Linked DNA regions of Mus musculus: regions 1 and 2 are each linked to region 3. Evidence: chromatin contacts called from public Hi-C data. All regions are on one chromosome and are shown on one strand. Each heading gives the region's core, a stretch centred on a gene start, on an enhancer-like site or on the middle of the called end of the contact. The rest is flanking DNA. Distances are from core to core; before and after follow the strand shown.

Region 1 (3,938 bases), core at 1,371-3,870, 1.4 Mb after region 3:
GAAATATTGGTCAAGTTATGAGTTGCCAAAAGGAAGTCCATGTTTTACCATTGAATATAAAGTTTATTTTCTTCCTTAAAATACATCAGAGTTTTTTAAAGACCAAATAGGAAAAGAATGTGTACCTAAATACATAGATTTGTCCCACATATACATAGCTTCTTACTGACTGCTATGTCCACTGCTGTTCATTTCATGCAATCTCCAGACAACATGTGCAAAATGTGTCTGTCTATTCTGTGCCTGTATAGACAGTAGTTGCTCTATATGTGCTGGTCTACATAAAAGTTTGTAAAAATTTTTGTGATACAAATTTATCATGTTCAAAATATTCAAAACTTTGCAATAAATATTTTTAAGTGCTCCAAGCTTATTTGCGTCTGTAAATCTCTGCTGGTGTATAATACATACTTGTGTGTAAGGTTGGCTTTACTTCATTAAGGAAAATTGATTTTAAGTGCTAATGTCTTTAGTTTATAGGCACCCTGCCAATTTTGAATACAAAAGAGCATAGAGACACATGCAAACTGTGGTGGGTTTTTTAAAATGGAATTATTAAAATTCTGGAAAATTCTGTTTCTACCTAGTTTCTTAAAGAGTACAACATGGAGATGCACTTTTGTAAAAGCACTGGTGTGTGAACTTCATTTAAAGTTCATTACTTCAGACAACATGTTAGAGTCAAGAAAAGGGAAGCACTTGGGGGTGAGAATGCCATAGTTTCAAAGTATTTTATTCTCTGTCTAGAGATTGATAGGTCTTTAAATCTAGGTGTCAGAAATTTCCTAAAATGTTCCTATTATTTCAGTGAAAAGCAACCCCCCATAAGTTTTAAATTAAAATTGAATTATGAATGAAAGCTATTTCTTGGTCTTCCTCATTTGAGAAATCAAACCTCTGCTTGTCAAGAGCACCCCCCAGTGCTCTTGTCACCTGTGTGTGGGGCCTACTGAGATGGGCTCCTCTAGCTGCATAACCTCTGGCGCCCTCCCCAGGAGTTTCCTTCCAGAATGAAGGCCTTGGATCCCTTTAAGTCGAAACTCCTCAAAAGTGGATCTCTAAAACCCAGTAAGTCCAAGTTAAGAATTCCATCCAAATAGAACTAAAGGTTAGAGAACTGTGTTCTCCTGTGTCAGGTCACCAGCAACACCAACAACATTTCAGTTTTACTGTTTATACCTACCTGGGTTTTTGTTTTTGTTTTGTTTCTATTTTACCTTTGTGGGAGCATTGCTTAAGTATCAGGTGCTGCTCTCAGCTCTGCTCTGCCAAGAATGGAGAAGAATGTGTTCTTTCCTACTTGGTCCTATAGGAGGGAAGACCACAGTCACCCTTTCTATCATGAACATTTGTGTTTGTTCAGCTACCACCTAATTCTTACAATGTCAAAGATTGCTCTCTGATCCAGCTCATCGTGCCCCCCCCATACCTCCTAATTATTTTTCCAAAGCTTTTCATCTTTTTAAGTCACACTTAAATAAGTGGAGTTTTTACATAAACATGTAGTACATCCTGGACCCATGGACCATCAGAATGTGTCAGCTGAAGCAATATTCACAGTAAGTTGTGTTTTGTGGTGTATTCTCCCACCCTCACCCCTTTTGCTTTGCTTCAGTAAATTACTTAATATCATCCCCTGAAATAACCAGCTCTAGAGATAACAGTAGCACAGAGTGACACAACTTGGCTTTCATGCAGTTTTGAAAGAAAACCATTAAAATTGCATTGATCTCACAAATATTGATCTAGTGCTTGATATCAAATATCAAATGTGATGCTGTCAGTTGCTGCCGATCATTGTGTCAGCTGTTTGGATTCATGTCCTCTTTCTTCTTCATTGTCACATGGATTCAAGGTGCTGAGGCTACATAAGATTTCCATGATTAAAACAATTATGGTCAATTCTTTCCCTGTTTCTCACAATTCTGGCTTAGCTAAACATTGCATGATGCATTTGTTATATCATTATGTACAATGCTTTTCAAGAACATGGTGCCTTTCTGGATAGCTTACATTTATGTTTACAGAGCTTATATTTCTATTTGCAGTTCTTTACATTATTATTGAAATTATTTCTGTCTGAATTTGCTTTCTTTCTGATCACAAGCCTTTTGTAAAAAAAAAAAGATTGTTTTGCTTTTTAATAATGCAATTAAAAGCATTGCTTTACAACACAGAATTAATTCCTATCCAACAGGTAAATCGCTCCTTTTATTCTTGTTGACATCTATAGTATTTCACAAGTGTAGAATTCAAAGAAGTATTTAGGTGAAAAGTATATCTTCCTCAATAAAATGGGATCTAGCACAGTTAAGTCACCCTCTGCTTTTATCCCTAGCACTCTTGAAATAGCTAACTATCCTACCCTTGAACATATTTAGAGTGTCCAGTAATGCTTTTTCTCTTTTCTTTCCTCTTTATTTTGCAATCAGCAATTGCTGATTACATAGTTTGAAGTGTGATGATACACTTTAAGGAGGAAAATACCCCACAACAACGAATGACCAGTTAACACTGCTGTCTACGCTGTAATGAACCAGAAATGAAAGTAGGACCCGCCTAGAATATTTTTTATTGTGCTGTCACTTTTGTATTTTCCACATTTGCTAGGAGGGAAATTTTCTAATCCTGTGAGTTGGTGTCCCTTTTTACTTTTTACACCTCACCTCAGTTTGGAGACAGCTAAAAGAAGCTACGTGAAGGCACCGTGCTCTTCCCAGAACCATGGACAGCGCCCAGCTTCCCCTTTCTTCTCCCCTTGGCCCGAACCCCAAAGTTCAGGCCTAGCGGGATTCCTCACTCCAGCCACTCCCACGCCATAGGATATTCTCTTCTGAAACCTCTGATCTGAGCCCAAAACAACAGTGAGCTTAAAGACTACAGTTTGTGGGTGGAGAGTCTTGCTTGCTCCCTGCCCGGTAATAATCTTAGCGCCCAGAGTTGACTCTCCCTTTGCCAGCGAGTCTCCCGAATTTGCATCTAGTCTGCGCGGAGTAGAACGTAGCTCCACCCCGCAGTCACCTTGGTAAGCGTCTTTGCTCCCCCAACCCAAATTTCTTGAACCAACTTTTCATCACTCCCACCAGTTAGGTGGCAGAATCTGTAACAACTCCGCTTTAAAGGGTCTCTGATGGGACCACTTTATTCACAGGCCTATAATCTCAGTCACCACAGATCTACGTTTCAACGGAAGGAAGGAAGGAAGGAAGGAAGGAAGGAAGGAGGGAGGGAGGGAGGGAGGGAGGGAGGGAGGGAGGGAGGGAGGGAGGAAGGAAGGAAGGAAGGAAGGAAGGAAGGAAGGAAGGAAGGAAGGAAGGAAGGAAGGAAGGAAGGAAGGAAGGAAGGGGAAAAAAGAAAAAAATGCACACTCAGATGCACCAGCCGCTGATCCCACCACCCTGTTGGCTGAAGCTGTCGGACTAACTCTGGAGCTCCTAGGAGCTTAAGCGAAGCAAGCGAAGCCGATCTGCAGCAGGCTCTCGGCAGCCCTACTGGCCAGCTAAAAAGCCTGACAGCAACTTACTTGACAGCCTCAACCCAGGGGTTTCTGGCTAATACCCGCCACTTTTTCTCAGCTTCAAATCTCAGTCCTCTCAAGGAGTTTTAGATAAATCTCCTTGTTTGGCGTTTTACTTATTTTGTTTTGTTTTAATTATCGCGTTGAGCAAAGTGCAGTAATGGAAGACCACTTCCGTGTGGCATCTGATTTTTCTGCGTAGTCTCCCTGGCAACGCCAGGCGCCACTCCTAAGAGGAGATTTACAGATTCCAAATCTAACACCTTTGCTGTGTTGAAACTCGAACCTTATTTTATTTAGCTTTGAATGAAATTTATCCCCTCTCATGAGAACAGAATTTGCATCATCCGCTCTCTTGAGTCTCTGACACTGGGGTGTTCAGAGCAGGTGAGACTGTCAAAACCATGTATCTATTAAAGAG
Region 2 (3,886 bases), core at 1,127-3,626, 1.4 Mb after region 3:
ATGCATTGAGTTCTTAAAGCTGACCAAAGTTTTTTTTTTTTTTTTTTAAATGTGTATGTTTTACTTCAACAGTGCCAGCATTTTCAATTGCCATGTAAACAAAGACAACTCTAGGGAAAGTTAGGGCTACTGAACTGCCATCCCCCAACAAATTAGTAGAGCGAGGTCCATGTCCACAGAGCTGTCCTACCTCAGGCTCTACATCATTTTCTTTGGTTCTAATTCCAACAAGAGTTTCAGTGCGGTTTACGCTCTTTGAAACACAATGGTTAGAATACTTTTTCTAATTATAGTTTTGAACTTGGCAGTTATTTTTCAATTAAATGAGAGCACAATTCAAAGTTTTTTTGTTTTTTTTTGTTTTTTGTTTTTTTTTTTTTCAGATGCCTAAACAATCTCCCTGGAGCTAGCAATGGAGTCGTCATATTTGCCTTCTCCTTGAGATCTGAAGGAATTCAATTTCTTTTCTTGTGGCATATAAAATATAATTTTGAAGTCAATTACAAGAAGAAGTAATCTATGTTCTTCGAAATTGACTGGTTCACTAATTTGACTATAAGATATGTTTAATGATTGCCAGGAGATAAACTTTAACTATAAACCGCTAAATATATTTGTAAGAAAAGTGTTCCATCTCATGCCACATGAATATGAAGCATATCCAAATTAAACATCAAAAGTTGTGCTTAATAAAAAAAAAATCTCACACATCGATTAAATGATGCAGAAGCTCAAGCCAGCTGCAGTCTGTGCATTATAGCCAGATCAGAAGGATCGGTAAATGCCGTTGTAAATTGTAATTTGTATGCAGTATTTAAGCAGAGGGTGGAGTTTGATGAAGAAATAAAACGAGTATCAAGCTTTAAAAATGACACTACTATGAAAGCAGGGTTCAGTCACAAACTTTCCTTTCAAAGTATAGGGGTGAAAACAAGGCCACAGCTCGGGAGGAGGCGGCCCCAGATCCCTGAAGAGGAGAGGGAGCCAGTGAACAGGCCAGAAGCCCCCCTTCCCCCCTAATTAGACCTACAAGTGCAATAAATCTCACTCCTCTTTTTCCAAGCTAAGCTTCCTAAAGGATGGTGGCAGCAATGAATCTATGGTTCAGGGTCCTCCAGCCCCAGTCCTCTCCCATTATAAATAAAAGGTACGATGAGGCAGAGGAGAAAGTAGAATGGGAAAAACAAAAAAAACCAAAAAACAAAAACACACACGGAGAGAAACGGTTTTCTGCAGAAAATCATCACCCCTCCCAAGTTCATGCTAGCACAGCCCCAAGCATCCTCACACACAAGCGGGAACGAGACACACACGGAGCACATCCAACAGAGGAAGGGAGGGATTTTTAAGCTACAGCTCACGATCCCAGGGACACAATCTTGAGCAGGCAGCGGGCGGGGTGGAGGAGCCGGGGAGAGGAGCGCAGGGCGGGAGGGGGAGGCAGCGGCAGCGAGCTGGGGGGGGGGGGACGCTGGGGGAGGAAAGCAGCGAAGACTGGGAAGCCCGGACCGGCTGGGACCACAGAAGCCCCATCCCCACAGCCACAGGCACCAAGGCGAGAGAGAAAGAAAGAGCAGGGAGGCGGGCGAAGCGCAGGGAGAGAAGCAGAGAAGAAATATTCACCTTCCCGCCTCATGCCCACTTTGAGGCACTTCTTGAGGCGGCAGTATTGGCACTGGTTGCGGTGGTGCTGGTCGATGGGACAGTTCCTGTTGGCACGGCATGTGTAAGTTAAGTTCCTGCGGACGCTCCTCTTGAAGAAACTTTTGCAGCCCTCGCAGGTGAATTGGCCGTAGTGCTTGCCGCTCGACTTGTCCCCGCACACCACGCACTCGATGTGCTGCTGGCTCTGGCCTGAACCGGGCGGGCCCTGGCCCTTGTCCCCTGCCGTGCCGGGGGTGGCGGGCGCTCCGGGCTGGCCCGGGGTCTGCGGCGTGTGCGGCGCGCCGGAGCCCGCCTGCTGCTGCTCGCCGCCGCCGCCGCCGCGGGCTGCCTGCGCTGCGGGGTTGGGGCCGCCGGGGTTGCCCCCGGCCACGTCGTCCTGCGGATCTCGCCAGCTGCTAACTACCATTGCCATATCTTTGGGCCCAGGGAGCGCTGGGGGGAGCCGAGCTGCTCGCCGAGGGCCGCGGGGCGCGCGGGCGCGCTGGGAGGGGAAGGGGAAGGGGAAGGGGGGAGGGGGAGGGGGCGGGGGGCCCACCGGGCGCCCCGGGGTCGCCGGAGCCGAGCCCGAGCCGGGCACCGGCCTCTGCCTGCGCCGCCGCCGCCGCCGCCGCCGTTACTGCCTCAGCCGCCCCGCTGCTGCTGCGCGCCCGCCCGCCCTGCTGGCGTTTTGTTGTGGTTCCTGCTGTTTTCTTTCTCTCTTTTTGCAGCCCCCCCAGGCTCTCAGGCTCCCCCCCCCCAACACCCCTGCTCCCCTCGCCCGCTCCCCCCGCACTCCGTTCCTGGGGGGGCCTCTCTCTCTCTCCCCCCTCCCCACCCCCCAGCGAGCGAGCTCCCTTCTCTCGCTTTTTTCTTCTTCCCCAACTTGCAAAATCAGAAATGGCACAGGCGGCAGCCGGGAGCGGCGCGGGGCGCAGCGCCGGGGGCGGCGGGCATGGGCCACGGCGCGCGCACACTCTCGCCCTCCGCCTCGCCCGCACCCCCGCGCACACACACACTCGCACACACACTCGCTCACCCGCGCCGGGCGCCCGCCCGCCCGCCCGCCCGCCCGCTGGCCGCTGGCCGCTGGGGCTACGCGCAGAGCGCGGGCTGAGCCGACATAGAGGAAGCGGCGAGGGCGGCGGCGGCCGCGGAGGAGGAGGTCGCGGCTGCAGACGCTGCTGGAGGAGCTGGCCGCCGCTGCGTGCTCCGCTGGAGGAGCCCGGGCCCGGGCGGGAGTCCGAGCCGGAGTCGGGGCCGCAGCCCGAGAGCGAGCCGAGGCCGGTGCTGCCCGTGCCGCCGCCGCTGTCCTGGCGGGAGCCCTCGCCCGGTTTCAAGAGTGCGGGGAGCTGGGAGAGTCGAGCAGGATCGGGACGAAGCTGCCGGCGAGGATCAGGGCGCTCGGGTGTCTGGGGGCCAGGTCCAGGGCCGGACGCAGCCAGCCATTCAGGAAGGCAGCGCTGGAGAGCGGGAGGCAGCCGGCGAGGAAGATCACACACTTTGCTCTTTTTGTTGTGCGGGTGGCGCCGGGTTCTCTCTGCCTTCTTCTTTCGGGAGGTGACGGAAGGGGGAGAAAAATACGAGATAATTCACGCCAGCGACGAATTCACAGCGAAATAGGAAAAAAATAAAAATCAGAAGAAAATGCTTGAGAAAATAAGGAAAAAGAGAAAGCGAGAGAGACATCCAAAGTAGGTCGAATAAATAATCCTCTTCTTTTCCTCTTTCTTGCTTCTTCTGCTTCTTCTGCTATAACACACAGAGCTAGTTAAAAAACCCTGGAGATCGCCCAAAAATGTTCTTTTTTTAGTATTTTAAATAAGTGCTCTTCAGCTGGGAACCAACACCCTCCCTCCAAAAAAAATCATATATATATATATATATATACATACATATATATATATAATAACGATAAGAAGAATACTGAGGGGTGCCTCCTCCTCCTTTTTTTTTCAAGTTTAGTCTTCTCTCTTCTAGAGGAAAGGAGTGAAAGAGAAAAGGAGGGAGAGAAAGAGGAAGGGCGACAACTAGTAGAATATGTAAGGAAAAGAAAGGGGGAGAGATAGGGCAAGAGGAGAGTGGGTGAGAGAAAGGAGAGGAGGGAGAGAGGGGCGAGAGGAGAGGAGAGGAGAGGAGAGGAGAGGAGAGGAGAGGAGAGGAGAGGAGAGGAGAGGAGAGGAGAGGAGAGGAGAGGAGAGGGACCAAAAAATTGAATGCGTTTAAACGGGAGGACACTCAGAGC
Region 3 (4,028 bases), core at 1,483-3,982:
TCCATGCTGACCTTATAATCTAATGGGCTCTGGATTGAACAAGAGAGATGTTGAACTATTCAGGGGAAAATGGATGACTTAGTCTTTGACCTTGCTCATCCTTTGACCTTCTGTGGTTTTTATGACATTTGTGATGGTGGCAAAAATTATGGGCCATCTGTTTAAGTAAAAAATGTCTGGATATACCATTAATTAAAATAACCTTAATTCTGAAATTATAAACAATTTTGAGCACAAATAAGCTCTTCATGTGCTTTGTCTTTTATTTATAGAATTTCAGAAAGTTGACATCTATCTTAGTGGTTCATGACAGCAAGTCTCTGCCTAATGTGAAACAAAAGTAAAGAGATAGGATTAAATATATTTTTCCATCTTCAAGTCTTCAAAGGAGCATCCATCCAGAGCAGTGGTTCTCAACCTTCCTAATGCTAGGACCCTTTAATACAGTTTTTTATGCTGTGGTGACCCCCAAACATAAAATTATTTTCATTGCTACTTTATAAGTGTGATTATGCTACCATTATGAATTGTAATATAAATATTTTTGGAGATAGATCTTTGCCAAGTGGGTTGTTACTCACAGGTTGAGAACCACTGATCTACAATATTATAGGGGATTTTACAATCATGAGTGATTCTCTATGCTAAAGCAGGAATATTTTTTGACCTGGTCCAAATGAAGCTATTGTTAGAAGGTATTTGGCATCAGAATACTTTCTCTAAAACAAACCAAACAAGACAAACTTACACGTGACCAACTTTCATATATGTTTTCATTGCTTTTAATTATTGCAGCATACAGTCACATAATTTGAGCACAATTTTACTTAATATTCCAACATTAAATGAGCACAGGGAAGAAAGATTCTGTAATCTTTTAAGTAGCTATCAATCTTACTACAGTTACAAAGAATTTTTTTCCTTTCAAAATGTAGAATTTTTCTTTTGTTACAACACATTCATTGAGAAACATTGTGATACTGTATTAACTCTGTGTGAATAGAGAGCAATTGAGACTCTCTTTGAATGAGTGAGTAGAAAGCACAAATTACTTTTTAATGAAACCCTCAATTCCTTCCCTTTCCACAAAAAGCCTATAGCCTTGTTCGGCAGAACACAACTACAGTAGGTCACTTCAGTTAAGCCCCTAATAAACTATTGATAGTCAAGGAGAGTTTTTTCTTCTGTCTCAATAGCCCAGTGTTGGCCAGTGCACTTCAGATCATTAAGGTTAATACAGATTTAAAAAAGAGATTAACTCTGGTGGTTAAGGCCTCAATTTACAACTCCCACACATATGCACACATTGAGCACAGCACAGGAGTGGATTGAAATTTCAGTCAAATTGTGGACAGCCTTTCACAGCCTGAGAAAGTGGCACTAAGGTTTGAAACTTTGATGCACTAAATTCTTTTAAGGGAAAATGTTTGAGTAACTGAAAATACTTCTAAGTACAATGTCCTCAAGTCAGCTGCCCAGAGAAAGGTTCCTGTTTCTCTGTACCATCAAAGCAAAACTAGGGGCTGACTGGTCCTGTTCACTGGGGAATAATCTTTCCAGCATGAAATCACATGTTCCCTAAAACTGGCCAGATTATGGGACCAGAAAGACCAACTGAGGAGTGTGTATGTGTGTGTGTGTGTGTGTGTGTGTGTGTGTGTGTGTGTGAGAGAGAGAGAGAGAGAGAGAGAGAGAGAGAGAGAGAGAGAGAGAGAGAGAGAGAGAGGAGCCTAATTTCTACTTGTTCATTTCTTCTGTATTGAGTGAGACTTTCTTTGAAGAAAATTTAGTGAGTTATCTTTAAACCGATGATGAGTTCTTTCAAGTTTCAAAAGGAAGAGGAGAGTTCTCTTTCTCAGCCCTTGCTCCCACTTTCTCCAGATTGTGAGTTCTGCTCAGCAGCCCTTCTCTCAGCTTTGCCCTGGGCTGTGGTGGTTCCACACCCCCTCCTCATTTTACCAGGGTTGTAGGAGGTTTGGTTGTTATCGTTTGTGGGTTTTGTTTTTTTTCTCCTGAGGAAGAGGTCACAGCCTCTCCAGGGAGACCAGCTGGTCAGCTTCAGAAACAGTGATACGGGGAACTGGGAACCTTTGAGAAGCTGCTCTGCCTTGCCACTGTGTTAAAGGGTGCCCACACAAACTGTCCTATCCCAGGTGAACTGACTTTGAAAATGAATGTACCATTTCTTTCAGAAAGTAATAGAAGGGGGGGTTATGATTCATAGTCATTAAAATTGTCCCATTAATTGAACATTTCTCCCTAAACTAAGCTGTTCATAAAAGACTTGTAGCATATCAGCCTCATAGTCTAGAAAACAAGTAGTTATTAAAAAGAAATGTTTAGTGCCCCCTTTATTTGCATATACTTTTTTCCATGTTTTCCTTTTGGAAAACTGTCTTCATTGTTGAAAAATATTTAAGTAACAAAACAGCATAAAAAGACACGCTACAGATTTTTTTTTTAAATCGGCCTCTGAGATGAGAGTCTTATTATCTTACAAAATAACAGTGAGCAGCTCAGATTCATTAGCAGAGCTAAATTTAAGCCCCATTTGACAGGCTGCCTAGAAAACATTTTGTTTTGCTGTCTGTGGGCTTTAATTAAGATGTGTTCAATTGCAGTCCTCTTCAGTCTAGCCCCCACCCCCAACTTGCTGTGTCACAGACCAGCGATCAGACACTTTTAGACGGTCCGGCCCATGACTTTGACCTTCTGCGGCAGTCCAGCGTTCCCTGGGGAACCGTTCAACTCATGAGGTCTGATTTCACACTTCCTGGATGCCTCTGCTCTCTTAACAATGACAGGGAGACAAAGCCCTTTAGAGCAGGCCGCATGGGGACTTGTTTAAATTGGAAACCAGAGAGGAGTCAAGGAACAAGGTTAGGGGCTACAGAATAGTGCTTTTAATAAAGAGCTCACAGCTCTGGCTCAGCTCAAAGAGGTCTACCTCTGTACAATTAATTGAGCCATTTATCTGGAGCATCTTAGGTCTCTACTTTCTCACAGACTTGCGTGGTAAATATCAGCTACGAAGCAAATGAGATATGCATGAAATGAATTTGAACACTGTGATTACTGTGCCTCCAGTCTTCATTAAAAGTAAATTTATTTGTATTTCTGACCTCATTATCAGTAGCTGCCTACGTTTTTATTGGTTCCTATGATTTCCAGCTTGAGTGTGTCATGAAGGTATATTATATGCAGAGATTGGGATTTATTATTCTTGGTATGTCCCCTAAACATTATGGGTCTATTCTGAAAAAGAAAATAAAAAAGCAGGCTGTAGAAGAGAAAAATCAAGTCAGATCCTGAAAGCTATTATGGCCAGTTGGAGACATTAGTAGCATGCAGGTATACATAGATATAATATATATAATATATATCGTATATACAATATTATATGTAAAACAGCCTTTAAATAATACACTCTCCTTAAAAAATAACCAGTGTGTTCATTTAGCAAATTGTACAAAATGCATGTAGTTGTTGTGTCAAATGTTTTTCCAAATCCTGTTGTCTTGTTGAATGGGGACGCCAGCTTGTTTCCCCCATGGCATTGTAGCAGTATGAGTTTTAGCAACATGGACCTGTAGTTGCCATTGTCATGTAATTATGCTGACAGTGTCCAATAAGCATTGTCTTCATTTTATGATCATTAGTTAAAATCTATGATGGAAGAAGAGAATATATGCAGCCTTTAAAATATACATCATTCCACCTAATGGAGCAGATAAAAGAAGAGAGTAAAATAATTTATAGCTAAAGGAAATACATGAAGGTATTGCCATTATTTACTATCTTAAGATTATATTTGTTACAGAAATGGATGCACACAGTCATCCATTGGACATAGCACAGGGTCCCCAATGAAGGAGCTAGAGAAAGGACCTAAGGAGCTGAAGGGGTTGGCAGCCCCATAGGAGGAACAACAATATGAACTAACCAGTACCCCAGAGCTCCTAGGGACTAAACTACCAATCAAAGTGTACACTTGATGGGACTCATGGCTCCAGCTACATATGCAGCAG

Evidence for each region. A called contact is a pair of places that touch in the nucleus more often than the background predicts.
Region 1: a Hi-C map of nephron progenitors shows a contact between it and region 3, with 2.9 times the contacts expected there. The contact joins the promoter of 3110006O06Rik here to the enhancer-like site in region 3. A contact is called at or near these places in 1 of 484 Hi-C or Micro-C datasets (nephron progenitors), 4 of 115 datasets of contacts at active chromatin or transcription factors (the NIH/3T3 cell line, astrocytes, embryonic forebrain and 1 more) and 2 of 9 other capture datasets (embryonic tail and embryonic trunk).
Region 2: a contact with region 3 is called in a Hi-C map of nephron progenitors, with 2.8 times the contacts expected there. The contact joins the promoter of Nr2f1 here to the enhancer-like site in region 3. A contact is called at or near these places in 11 of 39 promoter capture datasets (the C10 cell line, cranial neural crest, embryonic stem cells and 5 more), 3 of 484 Hi-C or Micro-C datasets (cortical neurons, embryonic stem cells and nephron progenitors), 15 of 115 datasets of contacts at active chromatin or transcription factors (VIP interneurons, astrocytes, differentiating embryonic stem cells and 7 more) and 3 of 9 other capture datasets (adipose tissue, embryonic tail and embryonic trunk).

What each region holds. Positions count from the first base shown.
Region 1 is chr13:78,168,668-78,172,605 of GRCm38.p6, forward strand. 3110006O06Rik (a long non-coding RNA gene) reads left to right here and starts at 2,621. Exons shown (of 2, transcript XR_003950646.1): 1 at 2,621-3,025. It overlaps Gm38604 (a long non-coding RNA gene), which reads right to left. Exons shown (of 3, transcript XR_873690.3): 2 at 1,218-1,306.
Region 2 is chr13:78,196,497-78,200,382 of GRCm38.p6, forward strand. Nr2f1 (nuclear receptor subfamily 2, group F, member 1) reads right to left here and starts at 2,377. Exons shown (of 3, transcript NM_010151.3): 1 at 1,624-2,377. The coding sequence starts at 2,077. It overlaps A830082K12Rik (RIKEN cDNA A830082K12 gene), which reads left to right and starts at 1,521. Exons shown (of 3, transcript NR_045195.1): 1 at 1,521-1,726.
Region 3 is chr13:76,807,974-76,812,001 of GRCm38.p6, forward strand. All of the region lies in intron 10 of Mctp1 (multiple C2 domains, transmembrane 1), which reads left to right. Among named protein-coding and RNA genes, the nearest start is that of Gm24519, 210 kb to the left of the region's middle. RefSeq lists an enhancer at 1,906-3,906. Within about 2 kb of position 2,733, at least 53 of the 459 cell types and tissues checked have an H3K27ac peak or open chromatin away from gene starts, as enhancers often do. A contact at or near this core is called in VIP interneurons, cortical neurons, embryonic tail and 6 more, where this site is marked.